2 separate regions of the Arachis hypogaea genome follow, and region 2 is linked to region 1. Evidence: chromatin contacts called from public Hi-C data. All regions are on one chromosome and are shown on one strand. The core of a region is the stretch at or near the end of the contact, and the rest is flanking DNA. Distances in the headings are between cores, read along the strand shown.

Region 1 (7,177 bases), core at 787-3,286:
CTATATTATGATATTATTTATTCAAAAATTTAAACTGATAAAAAAATAATGTAAATAATTATGTCTTTTAACAGTTTTAAAAGAATAGCCTTTGAATAAGAAAAATGTTATCTTTGATAATATAGGTTACCCATGCATAGACGTACAATTTTAAAGAAAGTAATTTTTAGTTCAAAAAATAATTATTTGATAAAAATATCAGAGAGATAATTATTTTTATGCATCGTCATATATATCAACTTAAATTTTTAAGTTAAATGATTTTATAAAAAAATAATGTTAAATTCTTATACGTTTTTGGTTATATTTTCAATGATTGTTTTAATCCAAATTTATAATAATTGCAGATAAACTCTCTTATTCATGCATTTGAAGTTAGACATTTGATATTGACTTAAATTGGTGACAGCCTTGGCAATTTAGTCTAATTCAGCTTATTAGTCACCGACGTGGTGATTGTCTGTGATTTCAGCAACCAATTTTGGGGTTTGGGAGAAGAATTAGGGCATTTAATTTGCATGAAAAACAAAAATAAGCATTTTTTTCATGATATTCTTTAGTTTAATAATTAAAGATTAATCTATTACATATTTAAATTTTGATTAAAAATGATCAATAAATTACTGCATGTACATAAAGTGAAATTCAAACTTTTAAAATTGGTCACTCGATCCATCCAAATTAATTGGAGAGATAAGCACTTGATCATCACTTTCAATTCTTAAAAGGTAGTAGCAGTTGTGAGAGTTTAATTAATTAGTTTCCAATACGCAAGACTATTCTATACAATAATGTGAGCATTCTAACTCAAATCACATCAAACTTATCATTTACTAAAGTCTTGTACGACATTTCTGTGTTTGTTACAAAGTATTTTAGATATTGATGCACGGTAAAAATTCAGGTGCAGTTGACTTTACGTAAAGTTGATACCTAAGTGTCGTTAGATAAAAATTTAGTCAAATTAATCAAATTATCTAATAACTCTCAAATATCAACTTTACATGAAGTCGACTACACCTGAGTTTCCACCTTAATGCATATATATTTTATATCATATAAAATAACTAAATCAACTATAAAAAAATTATCTTTATTATCTATACTTTAATGTAATTTTTGCTTATTATTTATTAACCTTTAAAGATAATCTTCTTCCATTATTTTAAATTTTTGGAACAATATCAAAATTTCTATAATAAAAAATATAAAATTCGATTCTTGTTATATTTTGAAAAATTAAAAAAATGTAAAAACAATAACAGCAAATGAAAAATAAATCAGAAGTTAATAAATTAAGTTTTGAACTAAGGAAAAACATACAAAATAAACGTGACTGGTTTAACAATAACAACATCATTTTTTGTTCTCTTGCAATTGGGTGTAAAATTAGAACTTGGATAGGCATTCTTATTAAAAGGTTAGTAATATGAAATTTCCCCCAATTTGGACTTGGAAAGGTAATATTATATCCATTTACCATGCATCTTTCATATCATTATCATCATTTAATTTTTTAATTATTAATAGTTTCATTTTATTTTATTTTATTTTTTTATACTGCCATGAAATGACTGAAAACAACTACTAATATTTTATAGGAAACGTTTTAGGTGCTCCGTGATGTATGATAATTTAATAATTTTAACCGTTATTTTTAATTATATATATTTTATGATAATTTTATGTTAAAAACCTACGAAACTTAATTCCGCTTACATCATTAGCCATTTTTTATTTTTCTTATTTTTGTGTCTCAATTCTGATATAATAATTAAGACACGCAATGATATGTTATTAAAAATACTAAATGAAACAGAAGCAGATAGATTTAAGATAAGGATGTCGTTTGTTATTAATTATTGGCAATTAGTGTGTCAAACTGTCATTTTCCATCACTTTTGGTTTGGTGATAGTTGGTCTGCAAATTCTTCTGATTGTTGCATTTATAAATTCATCATATATAGTAATCTTAATTTTTAATAATTATTTTCCTTTAGACAACGAATTGATCCCTTGATTCACACATTAACCTGATCCAAACCTATGCTATTATTATTATTATTATTATTGTTTTATTATTATTATTATTATCAGGGGTACGGTGTGGTAGTCAGATTTTTGTAAGATTCAGAAGAAGAAACTAAAATCTCATTCATACACGGAAATGTATAATCAACAAACCAACCAAGTTACATAATAGTACTATATGTACAAAAATGAATTATTATTTTAATTAGTCAAAGAATTTTATTTTCGGTAAAATAATCTTTAAAATAAAAAATTAACTTTGATGCATTGTGAATGTAAAATAATTTTAAACATATATTTAATTTTATAATATTATATTAATAAAAATAATTATTTTTTATATTGACAATGTAAAAAATTATCAAAAAAATTAATGTGATTGATATATGAAATGTTTTATACTTTGTATTAAAATTAAACTTATAAAAAATATAATTTTTGATGTTTTTAAAAATAATTTTAATATGACAGCATGGATTATATCTTTTTATAAATAAAAAATATTTTATATATTTGATTTAATTTTGTTAAAAAATATTTGTATAATTATTTAAAAAGTACAGACAAAAAAATTAAGAGATCAAAATATTATCTCTTTATTCGAAAATCTACATTTATTAAAAATGGAATCATTTAAGAGTCAAAATATTAACTTGCTCGTAAAATAATGAGAATTACTATTGTGTACAAAAATTAGAATCAGCTGAGATAGTAGTTGATTATATATCTTCCATATTTGGAATTATTTTGAATGTGCATTTTATAGCAGACCTTGAATTCGACTGTGTTCCTGAACCTAGCATGGAGCATATAGGCTAGAAGACAAGAGGTTAGTAATCCAACATGTGCTATATATATTGTTAAAATTAATCATGAAAAATTCCTTACTATATCTTACCTCACAAGTCACAGCTATATGTAAGGCCCTGTTTGAAAGAGAGATTGAAATTGAGAGATTAAAATTAAATTAAATTTTTATATTATATTTAGTGTAAAATATATTGAATTGAATTATGTTTTAATATTATATTTAGTTTAAGATAAATATGAAAATTAATAATAAGTAAATAAGTAAAGTATTATTTTTATCTTTAATATTTGGGATAAGTCTTAAAATTGTGCCTAACGTTTCAATCATTTTATTTAAATTTTTAACGTTTCAAAATTGATTCAATGTTGTCCTACCGTTAAGAATCTGTTAACAGAATTGACGGCGGGACAAAATTGAGACGATTTTGAAACGTTAGAGACTTAAATAGGACGATTGAAACATTGAAGACAAAAACGATACATAGAAATAAATTTTAATTTTATCTTTTAATAATATTAATTTTTTATTGTACATAGTATTTAATTATTTTTTAATCACATCTAAGTAACTTATACTTAATCACATTACTTTCGTTATAAATAAATTTATTTTTTATAATTTTACATTTAAAGTAATGAAATTTTTTATAAATAAATAAATTTTACACTTTCATTCTAAATAAATAATGTAATATGATTAAAATGAAAGTGTAAAGTTATAAAAAAAATTATAAGTAATGTAATTAAGTAATGAAAGTAAAATTACATTATTTAGAATGAAAGTGTAAAATTTATTTATTTATAAAAAAATTATATTACTTTAAGAGTAAAATTATAAAATAATTAATTTATTTAGAATGACTAACTATAATTTACTTATATGTGATTAAAAAATAATTGAATACTATGTACAGTAAAAAATTGATATTATTAAAGGATAAAATTGAAGTTTATATGTATCGTTGTTGTCCCCAACGTTTTCGTCCTATTTAAGTCCTTGACGTTTCAAAATCGTCTCAATTTTGTCATGCCGTCAATTCTATTAACGGATCCCTAACAGTAGGACAACATTGAGTCAATTTTAAAACTTTAGAGACTTAAATAGAACGATTGAAACGTTAGGGACAACTTTAGGATTTACCTCAAATGTTGGAGACAAAAACAATACTTTACTCTAAATAAGTTTGAAATTTAAAAAATTAATTAAATAAAAGTATCTTTAAGAATAAATATTATTAAAGTCAGAGTCTGTCTTTAAAAATTTTAGTCTTCTATATCTCTATTTATTTGAGGTACTAAAAAGATTAAAATTCTGTATCTTGAAAGTGAAATCTTAGATTGTGTTTATTTACATGTACGGTAATAAGACAGAAATACAGAAACATAAAATTATGTTTGATAAATGAGACATGGACAGATATTGTGTTTAAAGAACTGAATTAGTGTATTTTGTATCTATCTGAACAGAAAATACACAAAAATACTAACAAAAGATACAATTTATTTTTTTTATTATTCTTATTAATTTTTAATTTCATAATTATAATTTTTTTCTAATTTTTTTGAATAAAAATAACTTAGACTCTCATAATTTGTTCTAATTTATTACTAAACAAATTAAAATATAAGAACATTACTTTTTATGTATTTATTCTTTATATGTGTTTTGTTCTCAATATCTTATCTTATCTTATTCTCAAAATCAAACATAGCCTTAATTTCAGTCTCTAATCAACAAATATAATATTAAATTTTAATCTCTAATTTTAGTGCTAATCTTTAAAAACAAACACTACTTAAAGTTTACCAGAGCACTAAAAAAAAGTAAATACGTATATTAGATATAGAGTATATTATTATTTTAATTTTTAAAAATTTAGTTTTCATAAACAAAAAATAAATGACATCATCATTTCTTAACAATTAATCCGATGAAATTAAGGAACATTTTATTAGAAAATATCTTTTGAAAAATATTAAGAAATCGACATTTTTTTACCAGTTATTATGGACAATATTTTGTTTAATATCTTATTTTTTATTATTAAAATTAAAATTAAAATTAAAATTTAATATTTAAATTTTAGAATGTCAGTAAAAAATGATAAATTTTATAGCATTGTTCCTATTGTTTTGCTAATTTTATAGTTTTTAAGTTTTACACGTGAGGACGGCAAGGGAGAAGAATCCTCCAATAATTTTTATTAACAATATTATTTGACTAATAAATATTATTATTTTAAATTATTATTTAATTAATAATAATTTATATTTATATTTATACATAAAAATTATATAATTTATATTTATAATTATTAAAATTTATATTTATATTTTTTAAAATTTACATATATAAATTAGTAAAATTTATTTATTAAAAATAATTTAATATTTATATTAATTAAATAATGAACAAAATTACTAAAAACTAGCGTCACCGTTTCTGATTTTTATTCGTCGTCTTATGTTTTGGATTGTACCTCAAAGGGCATAAGGTTCCTCTTGTGAATCTTAGCTCTTAGGGCAGTGAGACACGTGATCTAGCACGTGAGCTAGCATTGCCTTTTTCTCATTTCATTTAAAATCTTCTTTTGGAATATTAATATTCTCTCACTTGTTGTGTGTTGGTTCGTAGTACTGTAAGACACGCTCACTTACATCGTAAGCAAGTATAAAGAGAAGCCAATTTAGTTTAATTAAAAATGATATTTAGTAAAATCTAAAAAGAATACATAGAAATTAAAGTGAACTTCTCACTAAAAATAAGATTTTTAAGATACGATTTGCGATCCTTTCAATGAATTTAAAGAAGACATTCACATTACAAAAAATGGGTTTTTGATTTATTTAAACAAATAATTTGTTCTATTCTAAATTATTTTAAAAAAATTTATGCTTTTGTGATATTAGTATTACAAGTGTGAGGAGTGTTGAAATTAGTCTCACATCTAAAAAAGTATGGAAGAGTGAGGAGTTTATAAGATGAGAGATCCATTAACTTGACACCGGTTGTCGAAAGCTCTCCACGTTCGGCCCGCTTGATTCCTCCTCGAAATCTCCCCGATTGTCGAGAGCTCTCCACATTAGCCCAACATGTGCATTATTTCTTCACCTCAATTTCGCAGCCATTACTAGCGTAATTATGAAGGACGTGAAAATTAATTAATACAATTAAAAGGAGCATATGAAAATTGATAATGAGTTCATGAAAATTAACAACTCTAATTGGATATATATTGGCCTTCCCTTCAACTTCATAGTTGGACGGTTCCACAAATGTCTTATTTAATCAACTTATCTACATTAAATCCTATTAACATTAATGAGTAAATAAAAATTAACAAATAAAACTGAGACTAAATAAATCAGTGTAAGATTAATTCGTCCATCTCATGTGGATCTTTATGATCGATCCTTCAATGAATGATTAAATTTGTTTTAGTTAACCAAAAATTCATTCTCAATTATACTCGCGTGACTACGAAATTGAGGTAGAAAAGTGTTTCTAATTTCGCAGTCAATGGCAAAAACGTAATCTTTTATAATGATATAAAATAAAAAATAAAAAATTCTTATATTTAAATAAATAACTAAATAAGTCACAAAAATATAGTACTTTTAAAGACATAATTTAAACCAACCTTTATATCATGGAGCTATTTTTTCATAAAATTTGAGTTTATAAGAGAAGTCACATAAATAATTATATTTTTAATATTTATTTTTATATAATATTTTTTTTAGATTTACATGAGTTTTTATATTTTTTATTTTTCTTATACTCATTTTTTAAAAAAATAATAAAAAATAAATTTTAAATTTTTCGATCATAACAGCTTTAACATCATGTCATAAAATTATTTTAAAAAAATAAATTAATAAGAGGAGGCAAATGAATATATATATATATATATATATATATATATATATATATATTCACTTTTGTTATTGTATTTTATGGAGACTTGTTTTTAAATAATAGAAACTAAAATGACAAAGAAATATAAAATTGAGTTATTTACTATTTACAATAGGTTTCTATTAGTTTTTACCAGAATTTGACAACAGCTAGATCTCTTAATATGCTTTTCACATCATTATTTAATTTGTTTAATATATGTTAATTATATGTATTAGCTTAGGTATAATGATAGAGGTGAATGATTTGTTAGTGCCAAAAAAGATAAGTACAAAAGTTTTGCTTAAGTAATTATTCTTCAATTGTTTGACTTTGTTTCTCTTTAAATTCACTTTTGACACATGTGAGGCCAGAAAAGAAAGCTAGTGTGAGAAAACGAGCACTCTTTAAATATTTTAATAACAATTAAAATATGAT
Region 2 (7,132 bases), core at 1,540-4,039, 38 kb after region 1:
ACGAATTTTGGGTGTATTTCTTAAATTCTTTGGGTATATTTTTGTAATCCTTTGGGTGTATTTTTATAATTCTTTGGGTGTATTGATTTCAAGAAGAAATATACTGTCTCTCCCTATATTGGGTGTATTTCTTAAATCCTTTGGGTGTATTTCTGTAATCGTTTGGTTTATTTCTGTAACTGTTTGGGTGTATTTCTGTAATCTTTTGGATGTATTTCTATAATCGTTTGGGTGTATTTTTGTAATCGTTCGGGTGTATTTCTGAAGTTCCATCATCTTCAAAACAATTTCAAAGCTTGATTTCAGAAATCATGAAAATCGAAAAAAACAGAAGGAGATCGAAGGCAAAGAGAGAACGCTTTTCCATACAAATCATACAAGTCATTTATATTCACGCTTCTTCTTCTTCTTCTATAACGTACGTGTTAGGTCCAACTTCTTCTATGTGTTAGGCCCAACTTGTAAGACTTATAAACAAAAATGACTTATATGTGTAACACTCCTCTAAATATTAAATATTCAACCATAAACGTTAAATTTTAAATTTTAAATTATAAATTTTTTAAAAAATAAGAATTTTTACAATAGAAGTAAAAATTAACCAATTAATAATCGATTCTTTATACTAATTCTTCTAAAAGAATACGTACTAAATATAACAACAACAAAATATTATCCCACTAAATAGATTCAGTATAATAATACATACAAAATAATTTAAATTAATCAAGATTATGAGATCATTGAATGTAAGAGGAGGGGACATAAGCTACCAACTAAAGTACAGTATTGTTATTTAATTGGAAAATACTTAATTATTTAATATTTTGAATGAATTCCGTAACATTACAACTATGCATATGAAGCATGAAATTTTGAAAAGCTGAAGTAACAGCAGAGATTGGCGCTATGCATTTGAAGCCAGCCATAACCCCTTCACATCAAAAACCAGTGTGGTCGTTGATACCATTATCATGTTTCTGATTCATTGGTCAATCATAGAATCGTTAACAAAGTTATTTCATTTGACTTATGCATGACTTTAATTTTCCAATAATGTATTATATACATACAATCTTAATACAAAGATGTATGTGGAAAAATTAAAAATAGAGAATTGTTATACATAGAAGAAAATTAATTTGATTGCTTTAGGTAAACGTTATTCCAACAACTTAATATTATATGCTTAATACACTAGGCAATACACAATAGGTTTCTCTTGCGTCTAACATTCTTCTAGTTTTTTTTTTTTCTAATTTAATTTTGATATAAATTAAAAAACCTCATGGCATCATAATTAATGTGCAAATATATAATAATTAAATAATATTTCTTTATCTCTGTTGATAATAACTATAGGGGCGGGGGAATCGGTGGAATGATCAATGATCACACTTTTTTGTTTTTGGAAGAACTATTTATTAATTTTGCAGGTAAATAAAACAGAGAAACTTTTGAGTTGGATCAGTCTTATGAATCATCCCATCACAAAGCATTTATTAGGTGAAGAGAAAAAATGCATCCATCGTTTATGTAGTTAGTTCTAAAAATCATATAGGGACAAAAAAGATTAGTTATTAATCAACGGTCGAATAAGAACACATATGAAAATATAATAATTATATATTTACATGAATAATTAAATTTATAGACAATATAATTAAAAATGATAAATAATATAATCAAATTTCATAAATTATATCGTGAAACTAGATTTTATATTTATCTACGAATTAAATATAATAAAATTTGACAAAAATTAAAAAAAATAAAAGATATATAGATTAATTCTTTAAAAATCTTAATTATGAGAAGGTAAAATAGCAACAAATTTTAAGAGTTTTACGGCAGTTTCAAATTGTCACAATATAGATTAACGGTGTTTGGTGAAATGACGACTTTTAGGTTTTAAGATACCAGCAAATAGATTTTTAATAATTACCAACAATCCCTAATATAACCGTCACTATATCTAATATCGTGTGGTTTGTATTTTCAGAAATTTTAAATAGTTATTATTTGAAAACATGAAATTTTCATTGTTGCCTTTCTATTTTCGCCTTTATTAAGATTTAAGACAATTTGTGTTTCCCCACATACACGATACAAACATGATAGTCAATTGCCATTATGATTTAAAGGTGCGCTAAAATTTGACTTAATTTATTTGATTTTGAGATTAGGATTAGGTTCATCTATATTATGTTGCTAGTGTAAATGTTTTACCCGTGCGTAATAAACATTTTGGTATAATTTATACTTGAACCTCAATCAATCTTTTATTCAAAGCAACTTTACGATCTAAAAAAAATTATGAGTAAAGAATAAATCGGTCTCTATATTTTATCTTAAAAATAAATAAATTATCGACTAATTAAAAATATAAAAATGTATTTTAATTTTTAAAATATAAAATTTTTAAATTCATTTGAGGGACCGATTTGTCCTTATATATTTTACACGAAAAAATTTAGATGTCTCATATTTTAAAATGTCATATTTGTTTTTATATTTCTAATTAGTCAATAATTTATACATATTCGAATTAAAAAATTAGAGACTTAATTATAAGTATACAAAGAAGGTTTAATTAATTATTTTAAAATATTACAGTTATTTTCTTAATTCAAGTTAATATTCAAATTTGAATACTTATTGCCATGGACAACCACTTAATGGAATGAGTATGATTGTTTTGAGTCAAGGATGAATAAGAAGGTTTGTTTAGCTTGGATAAGTCAAATTAATTTGTTTTAAAAACATCCATCCTTAAAAGTTCTTGTAATGTGAAAGCCTTCATAGAATGCCACGTGGCTCGATATGATCGAAATATCATTCACCTATATAGTTATTTTTTCTGAGACGTATGCATATATCTTGAAAAGTTTGGAAAATATATACCTTCTTAAATCATTTTCCTAAATATTCATTTAGCTTCCAAATGAGAGAAATTGTTTTTTTTTTTTGGTTTAATATATTTTTCAAATATTAAATACATAAAAAATTTCACTATTTAAAAATTAAAATAATAAAACATCATTAGTTTATTATTACACATATTAAGAGATTTTATCACTGCTCTCCACATATGTTTTTGGGTTTTCTTAATTATGCGAAATGCTACCACCTTTTCTGTCCCACTTTAAGATAAAGCAAAAGCAAGAAAAGAAATTACACGAAAGGAAGAAACAAATAAAGAAAAAAAATGGAAAAAGAAAAGCAATAAAGAAAGGAAAGAAAACAAAGACTCAAAGCTCCATGATTATTCAAATTCTTTCAAAAACAGCTCCTTGGAGTGGTGGTGTTCTCCTTACTACTTAATCAACCTCAAGGAGCACCTCTCAAAGTTTCTACACAAAAGAACTTTATTCTTTTTAAGAGGGGCAAGAACATCAAGAAAGCAAAGGGAGGGAAAGAAAAAAAAAAAAGAAAGGAAAAATTTATTTTGTTCCTTTCTAAGACGAAATTTTTTTTTTTATAAAAAAACGAAAGAAGAGGAAGAGAAGGAGAAGCAGAAGCAGAAGAAAGAAGAAAGACAAAAAATGAATAGAGGAGTTGTTCATGGGTCGCCGGTGCAACAAATAATGGCGGCCGGAAACCCTAATTGGTGGAACATCAATAGCATGAGGCCTCCACCTCTTCCACAAGCTCCTCCTTTCTTGTCTACAACTCCTAATTCTTCAAACTTTCTCACCCAATATTCTTCTTCTTCTTCCTCTCTTCCTTTGCCTCCTTCTTGGCATGAAAATCAAGAGCTTCCTGAGTCATGGAGCCAGCTACTCATGTATATATATATCTATATCTCTCTCTTTCAATTCATAGCTTCTTAGCTTTTTAATTTCCTCTCTCACATGTAGTATACACACACTAAAGATCACTAACAACATCACTGCATGGCAGGCCTAACAATTATTATTTCAAGAAACAAAATTTTATTATCTTTTAAAAATTTCACATGATCTAAGTAAAGTATATCACATCTTTATTATTATTATTAATTTTTTTTTTGGAATTTTTTTAGTTCTTGCTTAATATAACTCAACTAATATTAAAAATATCTGAAAATTTTCCACACAAGAATCTTTATTTATTTATTTATTTTCCTTGATGGTGTGGTTTTAATTTGGAGTTTTGGGTTGAAAGGGGTGGACTTGTGGGTGAAGAAGATCATCATCAAATGCTAAGTCATCAAGGTGCAAATAACAATGCTTCTCTTGTTGATGTTAAGCAAGAAAGCTCAGTTAACAGCTATGTATATGGCCATGGTGGTGCAAATGAAGAACTTCAGCCATCAAAGACTGCATCTTGGTCTCCAAATTCATGTGTCACAAGCTTCAGCAGCAACATGCTTGATTTTTCAAGCAATAATAATAGTGATCATAAGACTAATATTGATGCAAGGCATCCACCACCACCACCACCAGATCGATCATCTGAGGTACCCATATTAGTCAACATTAATTACAATATTTGTTTTTTTTTTTTCCTTTCTTTTTTTTTTTTATATAACTACCAACTGAAAAATGTTTAACTCTCTTGAATAAATAATTAATTACACCAAATAAACTTGCTTTTTGATGAAACTTAATGAAGGATTCTTGATTGAATTGAGCTTCTATGTATCAAAAAAATTAAAAAAAAATCTGTATTTTTCATTATTAGCTTTTCTTGGTCAATGAGTTATTACACCAACTTACTTTCTGATGAAACTTTACCAATTAGCACCTTTGATTTTGTCCATAGAAAAGCTATCATATTTTACAATATTAAAAAATATAACATTTTCCATAAAAACATCCACTAAAGGAAATTAAATAAAGAACCATCTTCCTCTCCTTTTTTTTTCCTGATAAAAAAAGTGATGATATCACATTTTATTTTTTAAAAAAATGTTGATTAAATTTGTTTTCTTACTATTAATTATGTCTTACAACTACAAAAATTCCACATTTTTTTTATTTCAGTTTAATTCAACAAATCAATTTTTGTTATAATTAATAAAACTAAAATTTCTTTGGTTGTGAAAATTAAAGTGTAACAGCAGTGGAAGTGGTGGGGCAGTGAAGAAAGCTAGGGTTCAACCTTCCACAACTACTCAATCCACTTTCAAGGTATGTATGTATGTATGTATGTATCTATGTATGTGTTAATGCAAACTAATAACTATGAAGAAACTTCCAACCCTTGAATTCTCTTTCAGGCAAAAAAACACACACAAAATTAGAACATCATGTGGATGCTAACTGTTGTCTTTCTTGGTTGTCCATTACCCAATCATGATTATTCTCTTTATCTCTCTTTTTATTTTTTTTCTTTAACATAGCCCTTTTTTTTTCCTTATCATAAAATGGAAAAAAAAAAGGAATCGGAAAAAGTCAAATGAAACAAGAAAATAGAGCCAATTTTTGAGCATGTGCTTGAGCCCGACACAAATTAACATGTTATGTTCATCTTCTCATGAATTTCAGGTCAGGAAGGAGAAGTTAGGTGACAGAATTACTGCACTTCATCAGCTGGTTTCCCCATTTGGGAAGGTAATTAATTAATAATTTTATTAATTAATTAAGCCTTGTTTAATCAGTTCAATATGAATGCAACCATGCATATTGATTAAATAAATTAATAAAATAGGCCCATTTTATTTTAAAATAAAAAATAATGACTATAAATAAAATGTGTCTGAATTACATTTTATTTTTAAAATTTTATAAAAAAGTTAAAAATAATAAAAACAGAAAAATGTTAGAGCAAAAAATTGTAAAAATAAAAAAATAAAAAGACACATCAAAGGCAACCTAATTTTTTATTTAGTCTATCTTATATATCCACTAGCGAGCAATAGTTGATGTAATCATCCACCGTCCAAAGGAAAGAAATTAATTTTTTTAAAATATACATAGTATGTTTTTTAATATATTATTAGAGATATAATTATTTATACCGTCTTCTTTTTTTAGTTTAAGTTTTTGAAAAGAGAGATTTTATGATATAATATTAGAAGTTTATATCCAAAAAATTTAAAATTCGATTCTTGGTAAACTTCAAAAATAAAAAGATAGCATAAGATAAAAAAAAAACATACAAAAAATGAAGTAAATTTAAAAAAAACTCTTACTTAAAAAAAATATTAAAAATATAATCATTTATACTGTTTTCTCTTATTAACTTAAGTTTTTAGATGAGTGGTTTTATGATATAATAAAATATGACTATGGAGGATTTAAATTTTATGGTGTGTGGTATTTATATTTTACTTTTTTTGCAGACTGACACAGCCTCAGTGTTGTTAGAAGCTATCGGGTATATCAGATTCCTTCAGAGTCAAATTGAGGTCATTTATGTTCCTTCAATTCTCACATATTTGTACCATACATACACATTCCTTTACTAATAATCAGTTTTCCCAAACAACTATGATGAGTCAGTGATATATATATATATATCTGTGTGTGTGTGTACATAGCACGCTGTTAAAGGTTCACTTTACTTTTTTTTTTCAACAACACACCCTTTATTATTTATTATTTATTGAAGTTCTAAAACTATGTTAAACTATTTATTTTTTATTAAAAAAATTCCTTGGATATTATTTCAGGCCCTTAGTTTACCATACTTGAGCAATGGATCAGGGAACACAAGGCATCAACAACATTCTGTAAGAATATTATATATTAATTTATGATAAATCCATTTCTGGTTAATTAATTAATTTAGCATTAAGTATAATTAGCACTTCTGATGAAAGTAATTATGAAGAATAATATCACACACTCTCTAGCTCTGAGCCTTGTTGATTCTTTTTGTTCTTGCAAGTGCATCTGTGAGAATGTTATTAATTAATTAGAAATTGATGAGTAATTATGTGGTAGTAATTGAGTGATGATTGTAATTAATTATCTAATGTTATTAGGTTCATCAGGGAGAGAAAAATTGTTTATTCCCTGAAGACCCCGGTCAGGTATGCTTTTTACATTGGATCCATTAAATCTTTTAAGGGTTTTGGTGATTTTGAATTTCGAAATTTTAAAGAATTTACCTTCATTATATATTATTAAATAAAGAAAAGCATATAATTAAAGAGAAATATTGTATCAAAAGCGAGCTTTATCTGATATAATATTATTTTAAT

What was found. A called contact is a pair of places that touch in the nucleus more often than the background predicts.
Region 2: a Hi-C map of an unstated tissue shows a contact between it and region 1, with 2.4 times the contacts expected there. The contact joins the promoter of LOC112802117 here to the enhancer-like site in region 1. A contact is called at or near these places in 3 of 8 Hi-C or Micro-C datasets (leaf and an unstated tissue).

Annotation. Positions count from the first base shown.
Region 1 is chr5:96,940,140-96,947,316 of arahy.Tifrunner.gnm2.J5K5, forward strand. No RefSeq gene overlaps it. Among protein-coding and RNA genes, the nearest start is that of LOC112802116, 27 kb to the left of the region's middle. Within about 2 kb of position 2,037, at least 2 of the 3 cell types and tissues checked have open chromatin away from gene starts, as enhancers often do.
Region 2 is chr5:96,977,741-96,984,872 of arahy.Tifrunner.gnm2.J5K5, forward strand. It overlaps LOC112802117 (transcription factor bHLH68), which reads left to right and starts at 2,790. Exons shown (of 9, transcript XM_025845169.3): 1 at 2,790-3,787; 2 at 4,147-4,441; 3 at 5,037-5,114; 4 at 5,472-5,537; 5 at 6,269-6,334; 6 at 6,599-6,658; 7 at 6,914-6,961. The coding sequence starts at 3,546. It overlaps LOC112802118 (a long non-coding RNA gene), which reads right to left. Exons shown (of 4, transcript XR_003202198.3): 4 at 721-980.